2 separate regions of the Ovis aries genome follow, and region 1 is linked to region 2. A link is a contact called in public Hi-C data. All regions are on one chromosome and are shown on one strand. The core of a region is the stretch at or near the end of the contact, and the rest is flanking DNA. Distances in the headings are between cores, read along the strand shown.

Region 1 (6,399 bases), core at 1,002-3,501, 240 kb after region 2:
GGCATGGTGGCGGTGGTGTGGGGGGCCTAGTGGGGAGGGGTGGAGGGGGGAGTTAGGTCACATCCACGGAGACCAGCAAGAGAGCAGAGCCAGGCTCTGGGTCAGGCAGGCCTGAGAGCCAGTCCTGAGTCTTGGGCTGTGTGACTTGGACCCAGAGGGATCCCTTCTCTGAGCCCCTGCATCTCAACAGGATGTATCATCAGTCTGGGGTTGGGATCTTAGCTCTGCCTTATCCTGCTGGTGACCCTAGGCTAATAGCATTGCTACAGCCTCACTTTCTCCAGCTGGAAAAATGGAGGAGAGAACCCCTCAAGCCTGTGATAAGATATGATAACTGATAGATAAGAGTATAGGTTCTAGAATCAGGCAGCCTGGCTTTGAATCCCAGCTCTGCTGTGTGACCTTGGGCAAGTTACTTAACCTCTCTGTGCCTCAAAGTAATCACCTGTAAAATGCGGGTAGAATAGCACTCGTCTCATGGAGGTGCTGGAAGGATGTGATGAGTTCATTACGTAAAGCACTTAAAATAGTGCCCGACACACACTAATTATTTTGCTAGCTATTGTTATTATTGTTGTTTTGAATTACAAGGAGCTGGTGAGGGTGGAGGCTGTTGCTGGGAATGAGTGTGCGAGCAGAGAAGCGCCGTTCTCTCTATGAAGATTCCTGGGTGCTCAGTCGAGGGAGGAGGGGCAGGGTGCCTGCCCCCACCTCTGTGTGCTGACAACTGTCCTGCAGGGCACAGTTAGTAACAGCTCAGCCTCTGAGGTCGACAGAGCTGGGTTCAAATCTCACCCATGCCATCTCTGGGCTGTGTGACCCTAGGTCAACTGCTCAGTCTTTCTGAGCCTCTGTCTTCTGTGAACTGAACTTTTCCCCTGGGGTTTCCAGGAGGATTCTTTGAATCCAGCACAAAGCCAGTTGAGCACAGGCCCTGGCATGGAGCTGGGGCCTTGTAAAGAACCTGCCTGCCAATGCAGGAGGTGTAAGAGATGAGAGTTCAGTCCTTGGATCAGGAAGATCTCCTGGCGGAGGAAATGGCAACCCCTTCCAGTACTCTTGCCTGGAGAATCCCTTGGACAGAAGAGCCTGGTCTGCTAACAGTCCAGAGCGCCACAAAGAGTCTGAAGCAACTAGCACGCACACACCTAGAAGGGTGGTTGCTGTACTGTTGTTATTTTATTCACAAGACCCAGGAAGAGGGAGGACCCTTTAGCGGTGGTGGTAGGGATGAGATGTTCATTCCCAGCTCCAGGAATGGGAAGTGGGCAGGACGGTGGGAAGGAGATGGGCACGAGGGTGAGCTGAAAGCCGAGGCATCAGGCCAAGAGGGATGGAACCCACGAAAGCCTTTGGAGTTGATGTTCAGGGTGGGGATTTATTTTTAGAATCTGGCAGACTCCTCTCCCCCACCCCCAGCTGCCACCCCACCCTCACATTCCAGGGGCTCGGCTTGCACCACGTCAGCAGGCCAGAGACAGGTGGTCCAGGGTGGCTGGGAGCACATGCATTCAGGCTTTGGGGCTCAAGGGCTTTCAGCCCAGAAAGCCCCCTTCAGAGCATGTCCCCACCCCCATCCCTCCTGGGGGCAGGCCGGGAGAGGGCAGGGAAGCAAGGTCGGGGAGCCCAAGAAACACCAACAGACGTAACCCAGAGCTCCTCCTGCACACACCCGCACGCACCCCCAGGTAGCACGGTAAATGGGCCCACATGTGCACACCTCCCAGCTCAGGGACACTGGCATACAGGGACTCATGCAGGAGCCACAGAAAGCCAGACAGACACAAGGTCACGCTGTGCAGAAGGCAATGGGACCACAAGGTCACTAAGGCAAAGACCCTGACAGGTGATACACAGACACCTCCCACGGCTTACGGCACCCAGTTCTGGCGACAGACCATCGTGAACAAGGCCTGGCCCGCAGCCCCTTGCAGGGGGGCGACAGCTGGCCACTGTCAAGGCTCCTTTCCATCCTGGGGTCTCCCCCCAGGATGCGTGCCCCAGCCATCACAGGCATGGCCGGGAGTCAGGGGCTGTAGGTGGAGGGGACCCTCGGACATAAGGACCACCTTGCCACACACTGACCTGCCTGTGCACGGGGGCATGTGGGGGGCAACATGCAAGTCCCCTTCCAGAGACAGCTCGACCTCTGGCTCCTATGGAAGACACCCCATTCTGGACCCTACCCCGGGCAGTACCTGGCTGGGCGGTGCTGGAAGGGGCTGTCTGTATCCCGGAGGCGACACTGACCCAGAGGAAGGTCCTGCAGCCCTGGCCTTATATAGGGGGGGCCTGAGCTGTGTGATTGGCTGGGAGGGGCTGCCCCTTGGGAGCGGGCTGGAGGGCAGCTGAGCTCTTCACCTCACTGCCCAGGCATCGTGCCCACCCCGAACCCAGGCATGCCTCGCGCCCAGCCCTATGGCCTTGTATGGGCCGCGCCAGGGTCTGGGCCCATATCCCCCCCGCAACCAAGCTGGTCCCCCGACCAAGTGCTGAGTCGGGCTGGCGGGGACAGCTGGAGCCCCGCCGGGGCCACGGGATAGTGTCAGGAAATGTCCCAGGCACGTAGAAGTCACCCTCCCCTGGCCCTCCGCTAGGCCACTGGCCTCCCCTGAGCCCCCAGTGGCCTTGACCCCAGCACACAGCAGGTCCTGAGCTCTGTCCCTGGGGAAGCCTTGCAATGGCCCCTGGAGGTCAGGTCTTTGGTTTTCCTGCAGAGGAAAGGGCCCAGAGAGGCTGTGTGACTTGCCTGCTGTCACCCAGCTACAGGCAGTGTGTGACCAAGGCCAAGGTGGGAACAGGGGACGGCCTGACCCCAGAACCCTGTGCTGGGATGCACTTTCCTCCTCGGAAGTGCAGGGGAGGGAAACTGAGGCTGGGCCGAGCTAGGGCGGTTCTTACTCAAGGCCAGGTTGAAGGTGGTGGTCACCCTTTCCACTCCAATCGACCAGCCCAGTGACCCAGGGAGATTTCTGCTGTGGAGGGGACAGAGAGGGACAGCCTGCCAGGAAGGGAGTTTATTTTTAGAGCTCACTGCTCGCGATCTCCTCTGGGAGACCCGAGGTGCTGGGGCTGGGGGGGCATGGGGGCAGGTGTTGGTGGGGTGAGGTCGCCACGTGTCCGGGTTAATTATAACCCAGCGTCTCGGGTGTCCCTTGGCCTCGCCTCCTTACAAGGGCAGCCGAGAGCTCGGGGAGGCCAACCCCAGCCACGGCAGAAGGGGGCTGGGTGGCAGCTCAGGTCAGGGACGCGCTCAGATCCAGGCTCGATCAGGGACCGCAAGGGCTGAGGAGGAGATCCTGCAGAAATGGGATGTCACAGAGGGAACGGCGTCTTCGGCCTAGAAGGCACCAAGACTGCAGGATGCAAGGATCGGGCAAGTCCAGGGAGCACCCAGCATTGAAACAAAGAAGAGAATGTTCCTTTCCCTCTGGAGTTCCTCCCTCCTCCTGGGTCTCCCCCGCTTCTTCCTAGGCAGGGAGCACTGATCTAGAGAAAGGGGGGCCCTTTCTGCCTCTCCCAATGTTCCTGGTGGTAGGGGGGCTATTTAGAAAGCTTTTCTCCTTGGGGCCTAGTCCGTGATCGCTCCCCTCACTGTCCTGTCCCAGCAAGGTCAGTGTGTCAAAGCACTCCTTCATAGTTACAGAAACTGAGGCCCAGAGAATGAAAAGGAACTGGTCTAGAGTCGTTACGGCATGTATCATGTCAACAATTATTTATTAAGCACTTACTGGGACCCAGCAGAAGATAACCCAAACCCCTGTCCTTATGGAGTTAATATTTTAGTGAGGGTGAACAAGTTGTTATACATTTTAATGTTGGGGACAATGGGGCTTTGAAGGAAAGAGACAGAGGGTAAAAATGCAAGTGACGGGACACAGTGGAGGAGATCAGGTCAGGCCTCTCTGGGGAGGTGACATCCAGGCAGAGCCCAGAGGGAGCCAGCTATGTGGGTGTCTGGAAGGGGGACAGCAGGTGCAAAGACCCTGAGGTGGGGGTGGCTTGGCATGTCAGAGAGACGGGGAGGAGGCTGGAGCAGATGGAGGGGAGAATGGGAGGAAGAATGTGAGGTTGGAGGGGGACCAGGAGCAGACCTGTAGGGTCCTAGGGCTCCGATGGGAGTCCCTGAGGGTTATGAGCAAAGGAGAGACAGGATCCAGCCACGTCACACACAGCCCAGCCCCCGGGGCCCCTAATAACCCCTTGTGTGCACATCTGACATTCCTCTTGGTAACACAGCAGCCGAAGTCCTTTCTATATTGAGGGAGTTCTCCACCCTTTGACCACCTCCTTTGGAGAAGCCCAAATAGTAGAAACTCAGTTTCCCAGAATCCTTTGCCGCAATGGTTCGCTCATGTGACGTGTTCTGAGCCAATCAAACCCTCCAGCAGGACCTTGCAGTCATGTGACCTAAGCTGAGCCAATCAAACCCTCCAGCAGGACCTAGCTGTCATTAGCCCTACCTCCTTTATCTTGAGTCCCGCAGAAACAGTTGGCCTTGGGGTTGGCCTTGGGGAGCACTGTGACCCTTATCGTATAGCTTCCTCCCACCCCTTGAGCCCCTCAAGTCTCCAAGGCTTGTCCCTCCCCCACCCCATACCTCAGGACTTTCACATTCCCTCCTGCCCTAGCCTCCTCGCTGGTCTCCTGACCCAGTCTTGGCCCCTCCACCGACTTCCCTGCTGACCTTTCCTGCTCCGAACCTGTCATGGCTCCCCAATGCTCGCAGGAGAAATGAGTGTTTGTTGACTAAGTAAAAAATAGCCTTATCAATCAATAGGAAACCCCTCCGGCCAGCTTAGGCATAAACGGCTTTCCTACCAAATGCTTACAAAATTGTTACAAGGGCTGAAGGAACACCTCTTGCTCTCAGAACTATGCTTCCTCCGGGAAACTGGACATGCTAGAAGGAGGTTAGCGTGGAGGTTAAATGGCCTCTCCACTTTCTGGGAAAGACTGAGGGTAGGAGGAGAAGGGGGCTGTAGAGGATGAGATGGTTGGGTGGCATCACCTACTCGATGGACGTGAGTTTGAGCAAACTAAGAGATAATGAAGGACAGGGAAGCCTGGCGTGCTGCAGTCCGTGGGGGTCACAAAGAGTCGGACACAACTTAGCGACTGAATAACAGTTAACTCTCGGAGCACTCCTACATGTCGAGTACTAGGCTAACTGCTTGACATTTACTAACTCATTTACCATTCTGAGCCTTACCAACAATAAGGCTCAGAGAGGTTAACTGACTTGTCCAAGGTTGCACAGCTGGGAAAGAGCAGAGCTGGGAATCCAACTGGCACAGGGCTGCTGAAAGTAGGTTCAGTGTTTGGCGAAGATAATTTCCAGACTTCTCGGCAAGGTGAGACTATATCATCAGCCCCAGAGTCCCTTCCTAGGTCTTCAGGCCCACATCCCCTTGCCCACTTCATCACCTTAGCAGTCTGACTTCAGGTTTCAATCACTGTATGTGTATTAACCAGTTTTAGTTTTCCAACAGTACTATGAGGTAGGTCCTGAAAATTTTACACAGCAGGAAAGTGAAGTCAGAGAGTCTGAGTTACTTGCCCAAAATCACCCAGCTGGAAAGTAGCAGAAGCAGACTGGATGAGTTAGTCACTCCCTTCCTCATTTTACCTCTTTATGCTGAAGCCTTATTTTATAGAGAGTGGATGCTGAGGCTGCAAAAGGGCCAGGGATTGCAGATTTTCTTGCAGTATTCTCAGGAGGCAGAAGGTACAAGGGCGCTTTATGGGTTCTCTCTTATAAAGGCACTAATCCCATGCATGAGAGCTCCACCCTCATGATCTAATCACATCATACTAATACCAAAGTGAGTGAAGTTGCTCAGTCATGTCCGACTCTTTGCGACCCCGTGGACTGTAGCCTACCAGGCTCCTCCATCCATAGGATTCTCCAGGCAAGAATACTGGAGTGGGCTGCCATTTCCTTCTCCAGGGGATCTCCCCAACCCAGGGATGGAACCCGGGTCTCCCGCATTGGAGGCAGACACTTTAACCTCTGAGCCACCAGGGAAGCCTAAAGGCCCCACCTATTAATACTATCACCTTTGAAGGTTAGGATTTCAACATATGAGAAAATACGTTAAAATCATAGTTGTTTGTTGTTGTTTAGTCGCTAAGTCGTATCTGACTCTTTTGTGACCCCATGGACTTTAGCCCATCAGGCTCCTCTGTCCATGGGATTCTCCAGGCAAGAATGCTGGAGTGGGTTGCCATTTCCTCCTCCAAGGGATCTTCCAGACCCAGGGATCAAGCCCGGGTCTCCTGCATTGGCAAGCGGATTCTCTACCACTGAGGCACTAGGGAAGCCCTTGGATCATAGCACCAAGGATATTGCTAAAGTGAAAGTGTTAGTCACTCAGCTGTGTCTGACTCTATGCAACC
Region 2 (5,977 bases), core at 1,887-4,386:
CTCCAGCCAGCATGCCCACATTTCAGCCAGCAGCACTTGATCACATGTCCACATCAAGCTACCAGGGAAACTGGGAAATAGAGTTCCAGCAGCACTGTGACTCCTTCTAAAATAAGTCTAGTCAGTCTTTGCTGGTGAGGTTTGTGTTGTCTCAAAAAGACTTCCACAATGACACTTAACCATTTTACCTTCCAATTTTGGGACTTGGTATTTCTCCTTGGGTCTCCCATGGTGTGGAGATTTCACCTTTTGGGTTGTCTTTATACGCTGGGGGGCTTTGGAGCATCCTTTTCTTCCTCATTCTTGAGGAAAACTCACTAGCATTATAGGAGCACAGTTTCAACCCTGGTTCCACAACTCACTTGTGGACTGCAAGTTATTTTGCCTGTTTCCTTATTAAATAAGAATGATTCTTAGTTTTCTGAGGAACTTCCAAACTGTTTTCCACACCAATTTACCCTCCCACCAACAATGTATGAGGGTTCTCTTTTCTCTGCATCCTCACCAGCATTTGTTATTTATGTCTTTTTGATGACAGCCATTCTGACAGGTGTGAGGTGATACTTCATTGTGGTTTTTATTTGCATTTCTCTGATGATTAACCATGTTGAGCATCTTTTCATGTGACTGTTGGCCAACTGCATGTCTTCCTTAGAAAAATGTCTATTCAGTTCTGCTCATTTTTTTAGTTGGGGTATTGTTTATTTAATATCGTATGAGCTGTTTTTCTAGTTTTAATTCAGGAAAGGATAGGCTAACTCTCCTGTTATGCACAAATGCAGTGGGGTTTAGGATAAGGACTGCCCTTATCTATAAGATCCCTGGGTGGGGAAGATCCTCTGGAGAAGGAAATGGCACCCCACTCCAGTACTCTTGCCTGGAAAATCCCATGGACGGAGAAGCGTGGTAGGCTACAGTCCATGGGGTCGCAAAGAGTCGGACACAACTGAGCGACTTCACTTTGAGCTGTTTTTATTTTGGACATTAACCCTGTACCGGTCATATCATTTGCAAATACCATATGACCCAGCAATTCCATTCCTGAGTGTATATCCAAAACAAATAAAACGAAAACACTAATTTGAAAAGAGACATGTACCCCAGTGTTCATAGCACCATTGTTTACAATAGCCAAGAAATGGAAGTAACCTAAGTGTCCTTCAATAAATGAATGGATAAAGAAGATGTGGTGTATATATATACAGTGGATTACTGTTGCTGCTTAGTCGCTTCAGTCTTGTCTGTCTGTATACGACCCTGTGGACTGCGGCCTGCCAGGCTCCTCTGTCCATGGGATTCTCTAGGCAAGATTACTGGAGTAGGTTGCCATGCCCTCCTCACAATATATTACTACTCAATCATAAAAAAACCCTGTAATTTGCAACAACATGGATGGACTTGGAGAGTATGCTTAGTGACAGAGAAAGACAAATACTGTATGATATAACTTATATGTGGAGTCATAAAAAAAAGTGAATAAAACAAAAAAGAAATACTGACAGATATAGAGAGCAACCTAGCAGTTATCAGTGGGAAGAGGGGAGGGGGAGGGGAAATATAGGGATGGGGATTAAAAGGTACAAATTACGACGGATAAATAAATTAGCAACAAGGACAGGGAATACAGCACAGGGAATATAGCTAATATTTTATAACAACTATAAGCAGAGTATGGGCTTCCCTGGTGGCCTGGATGGTAAAGAATCTACCTGCAATGCAAGAGACCTGGGTTCAGTTCCTGGGTTGGGAAGATCCCCTGGAGAAGGGAATGGCAACTCACTGTAGTATTCTTGCCTGGAGAATCCCATGGACGGAGAAGCGTGGTAGGCTACAGTCCATGGGGTCGCCAAGAGTCAGACACAACTGAACGATTAAGCACACACACATAAGTGGAGTATAACCTGAAAAATTGTGAGTCACTACGTTGTTTGTACACCTGAAACGTATAATACTGTTCATCAACTATACCTCAAAGAAAATTATCGTAAATTAAAAAAAGGAGATAATGGTGATAGTCCCTACTCAGAGTTCTCCCTGGCGTTATAGGAGGCCACATGATAAAGTATTTAGCCACAGACCCGGCATTTGAGCTGGCGGAAGGTCGACCCTAAAAGCCCACCATGCTTCCTTCTTTCTTCTCATCCCTGCAGGACCGTACCTCCCGCCGTCAGTGCTGCTACCCGACACAGACTTCTTCCCGGGCACCGTATCCCTCCCCAGCCTGGAACCCCCCGGCGGGCCAGACCTCCTGGACGACAGCTTTCCCTACGACCCCGCTGCCCCCACGCTCTTGACCATGCTGGACATGTTGCCCCCAGCGCCACCACTCACCAGCGCTGTCGCGGGCAACGGCGGTGCAGGGGCTGCGGTCGGGGAGCCCCCCGGCCCCGAGCCGCTGACGCTGGACTCTTATCAGGCCCCGGGCCCCGGGGACGGAGGCACTGCCAGCCTCGTGGGCAGCAACATGTTCCCCAACCAGTACCGTGAGGCCGGCTTTGGGGGTGGCCTCCTGTCCCCGGGCCCTGAGGCCACGTAGCCCCGCGGCGCTGGAGGAGAGGCGCTGGGTCGGGAGGGAGGTGGCCTTCCAATCAGGATACCCAGCACCCCCATCCCCTGGGGCGGCCCTTGGTCAGTCTTCCGACGTCCTCGTCCTTCTGAATCGGACATCTTCAGCGCTGGGGAGAAACTCCGTAACACCGGTTTCTCCTGAGCTCATTTACAAATGAGAAAACTGAGTCTGGAGAGGAAAGGGGGCTTGGCTCTCAAGCTCTAGCTTGTTAAAGCTGCTGTCTCAGCCCCCACAAGCAGGGGCACCTTCTCCAGGGGGATTCTGTTGTGTATATATGGGAGGAGGGTGCAGATCCCCCATCCTCCTTCCCCAGGCTTGAAGGTGGGGCGGGGTAGGTAGTTTGTTCAGAGTCTTCCTAATAAACATGAGCTTTTGATCCCTGGGGGTCTCGTCTCTTCGCTAGAGAAACAACCCCCACACTTAGGTCTGAGGTCTCCAGGCTCCGCCTACGCCCCTCTGATTTCCTCAAGCCCCGCCCTTCCGCTCACTCTCTAGTCCAACCTAGTTCCCGCCCCTCGAGTCGGCGGAAGTGCCTCTGCCGCTCCCCGCCCCGTCCCTCAGCCTCCCACTTCCGCTTCCGGTGCGGGGCGCGCGCGAGCGCAGCGGTGGGAGGCGGCGACGAGCCGGTGAGTGCAGGCAGCGGGTGACCTGCTGGCCTCGGGCGGACGTCAGCCCAGCTTCGCCCTTGCCTCGGCTTCTCCGCGATCTACTGTGAGACTCTGCTCGACCCGGGCCCCGAGGGCCGCCCGCCCCGCACCCCTTCGGCCTGCCGTGCCTCAGGCCGCGCCCTGCCTCCGCCGTCGGCCAGAGCTCGCCGCGTCGGACCCTGCAGCTTGCCACAGGTCCCGCCCCCTTGTCAGAAAAACTTAACCGGATCCCTCAGGCCCAGACCGGGTGCTCGAGCCCGATCCTCCAGGCTTGCCCCTAAACGCAGCCCACCCGCTCCTGTCAGCTCGCTCCGCCTCCCTCAGCCTCTGTACCCTCCCCCCGCCCCCAATTTAGATTCCTGCTTTAGAGCTCGGCAGCGCTCCGTTCTTTTCCTCCTGCGCCCTCCTCCCGCAAGTGTCTGGAGGACATCCACCACCATCCACGCCCTTCACCTGCCCTCGACCCCGACCTCCACACCACTACCCTTTCCCATAAAAAGTTTCTTCGTCCACCTGCCTTCATCCCCAGACCTCTGGTACCCAGACCCTCCCCCCACCCACCTGGTGGGCGCCGTTTCAACCCTTCCTCTCCCTTGAGCTCCCAACCCCAGCTGCTCATGTTCTTCCTCCAGACCTTACTTCAAACACTCACTCCTTCCATCCTTGAACCTTTCACCCTTGATTCCTGCTCCTTCAACACAGGGTACCACTTTCGCTGGGCTGTTCACTCCAGAGTCAACGGGAGTGGGGGTGGGGGAGTCAGAATGCCCAGGGTACTGGATCAGACTTGCCCGGGATCCACCCGAGTGTATCCTGCTGCACAGCTCTGCAGCCTCACTTACCCTCCCTGAAGCTGATGTTCAGGATTAACTCCATCAACTTGTTAGGTAACGGTGATTCTGCCCTTATTTTTTTTTTTTAAACTCCATCTGACACCCCTTCCCTAATCCCTCAGGTTGAGGCCCCAGCCTTGGCCTCACCACAATGTGGCACGAGGCTCGAAAACATGAGCGGAAACTTCGAGGCATGATGGTCGACTACAAAAAGAGGGCAGAGCGGCGCAGGGAGTACTATGAAAAGATCGTAAGTGACCTTTAATCTGGGCTGGGAGCTCTGTGAGAGGGCGGAGCCCTGGTTATCCTGGTACCACCAGGCTTGGAAATATGCTAAGAGGGGATACCCGTTTTCTCAAAGAGAATGTCCATTTTTTGAGTGTAATCATGTGCTGTGCTGTGCTGAGCTGAGTCTCTCAGTCCCATCCAACTCTTTTCCACCCTGGTGGACTGTAGCTCACCAGGCTCCTCTGTCCATGGGGATTCTCCAGGGAAGAATACTGGGGTGGGTTGCCATCCTCTCCTCCAGAGCATAATCACTGGGGGCGCGGGCAGGGAACTGAGGTATCTTGTTTATCACGTGCTGTGGTGTCTGGTGTGGACTCAGAGTACAGAACTGGTGTTGGCAGGGAGGAGGGAAGTCTTTGTAGCACTCCAGACATAAGATTGGCCACCTCCGGAATGTTGTCGGTCTTGCTTATTATTCCTGCATTCACAGAGCCCAGAGGAGCTCAGCCCTTCTTAAGGTTTGACTGGGCACCCGGAAGGAGTACCGTCAGTATTCACTGAGTGAATTCTGACCATTTCTCCCCTGTTAGATGCTTCAGTTGCTTTTGGAGAGAAGAGCACACTCCATCTTGTGACCTAAAAGGCCCTTGTGGTCTGGCCTCTGGGCTTCAGCCTGAGGTAGCTCCATTGGCCTTTTTTTCCATCTCTGCCGCCACTGGGTATGGAGCCTTTAATGCCTCCTCTCAGTTCTTTACCTGTTACTTGTTCTTGAGACCGCAGCTCCAGTGGCATTGGCACACTAGGTTCTGGTCTTCCGTGAGATGGAATTTGTGTGGACGGTGTCATTTACTACTGCAGCACTGCCGCAGGCTCCTCCCTGGTGTTCTGGCTTCCAGTCCTGCCGCCTCTAATCCACCCTCCTCAGAGGCCAGAGAGGTCTTTTTTTTTTTTTTTAATAAGGGATGGAATTGCTGTTATTTTTTAAAAAAATATTTATTTGGGTGCACTGGGGGTTGGCATCAGAGATCTAGTTCTCTGACCAGAGATCCAACCTGGGCTCCCTGCATTGGGAGTGTGTTTTAATTGCTGGACCGCTAAGGAAGTCCCCAGAGAGGTCTTTCTAAAGCATAAAGCTGACTCTGCCCCTCTCTTACTCAGAACTTCTCTGTGACTCTTTAGTGCCAGGCTCCTCATGACAGCCTTTAAGACCATGCATGGCCTGGCTTTTACCACCTCCTCCAGACTCATGTTACTCTGCTATCTGCCTTATTCCTTTGCTCGTGTCATCTGGCCTCCCTACTATCTGGGGCTACTTTTTCTAGCAAAAAAAGCTGTGTAAAGAGCTACCAGTTTACCTCCCCAAATTGTATAGTTCTCTCTAGCCGTAGGGGCTTTGCGTGAGTTTTTCCTCTATTACGTTAGCTCCTGCTCATCTCTCAGATCTCAGTCCTCAGGGAAGTCTTCCCTCATCCTTCATACTCAATCAGTGTCCCCTATAAATGCTGTCATGCTTCTTGTTTTTCCCCTTTGTGGAATTTAACACACATTTTCAGCTCTGTGAGACTGGGGACTAGGTTTATTTAGGTCATGCTACTGCTTTCCAAGCTTGAGCCCAACGTGGTTTATTTGGACTAGATGAATAAAACAATAATAGCAGTTGCCATTTTAGTTGATCTTTCTCAGGCTCCAGGCTCTGTGAG

Evidence for each region. A called contact is a pair of places that touch in the nucleus more often than the background predicts.
Region 1: a Hi-C map of tail adipose tissue shows a contact between it and region 2, with 4 times the contacts expected there. The contact joins the promoter of CKM here to the promoter of CLASRP in region 2. A contact is called at or near these places in 2 of 16 Hi-C or Micro-C datasets (liver and tail adipose tissue).

Annotation. Positions count from the first base shown.
Region 1 is chr14:52,749,050-52,755,448 of ARS-UI_Ramb_v3.0, forward strand. It overlaps CKM (creatine kinase, M-type), which reads right to left and starts at 2,252. Exons shown (of 8, transcript XM_042232173.1): 1 at 2,199-2,252; 2 at 1-26. The coding sequence starts at 5.
Region 2 is chr14:52,510,305-52,516,281 of ARS-UI_Ramb_v3.0, forward strand. It overlaps CLASRP (CLK4 associating serine/arginine rich protein), which reads left to right and starts at 3,137. Exons shown (of 21, transcript XM_042232163.1): 1 at 3,137-3,195; 2 at 4,172-4,299. The coding sequence starts at 4,201. It overlaps RELB (RELB proto-oncogene, NF-kB subunit), which reads left to right. Exons shown (of 11, transcript XM_060398119.1): 11 at 2,151-2,945. The coding sequence ends at 2,536.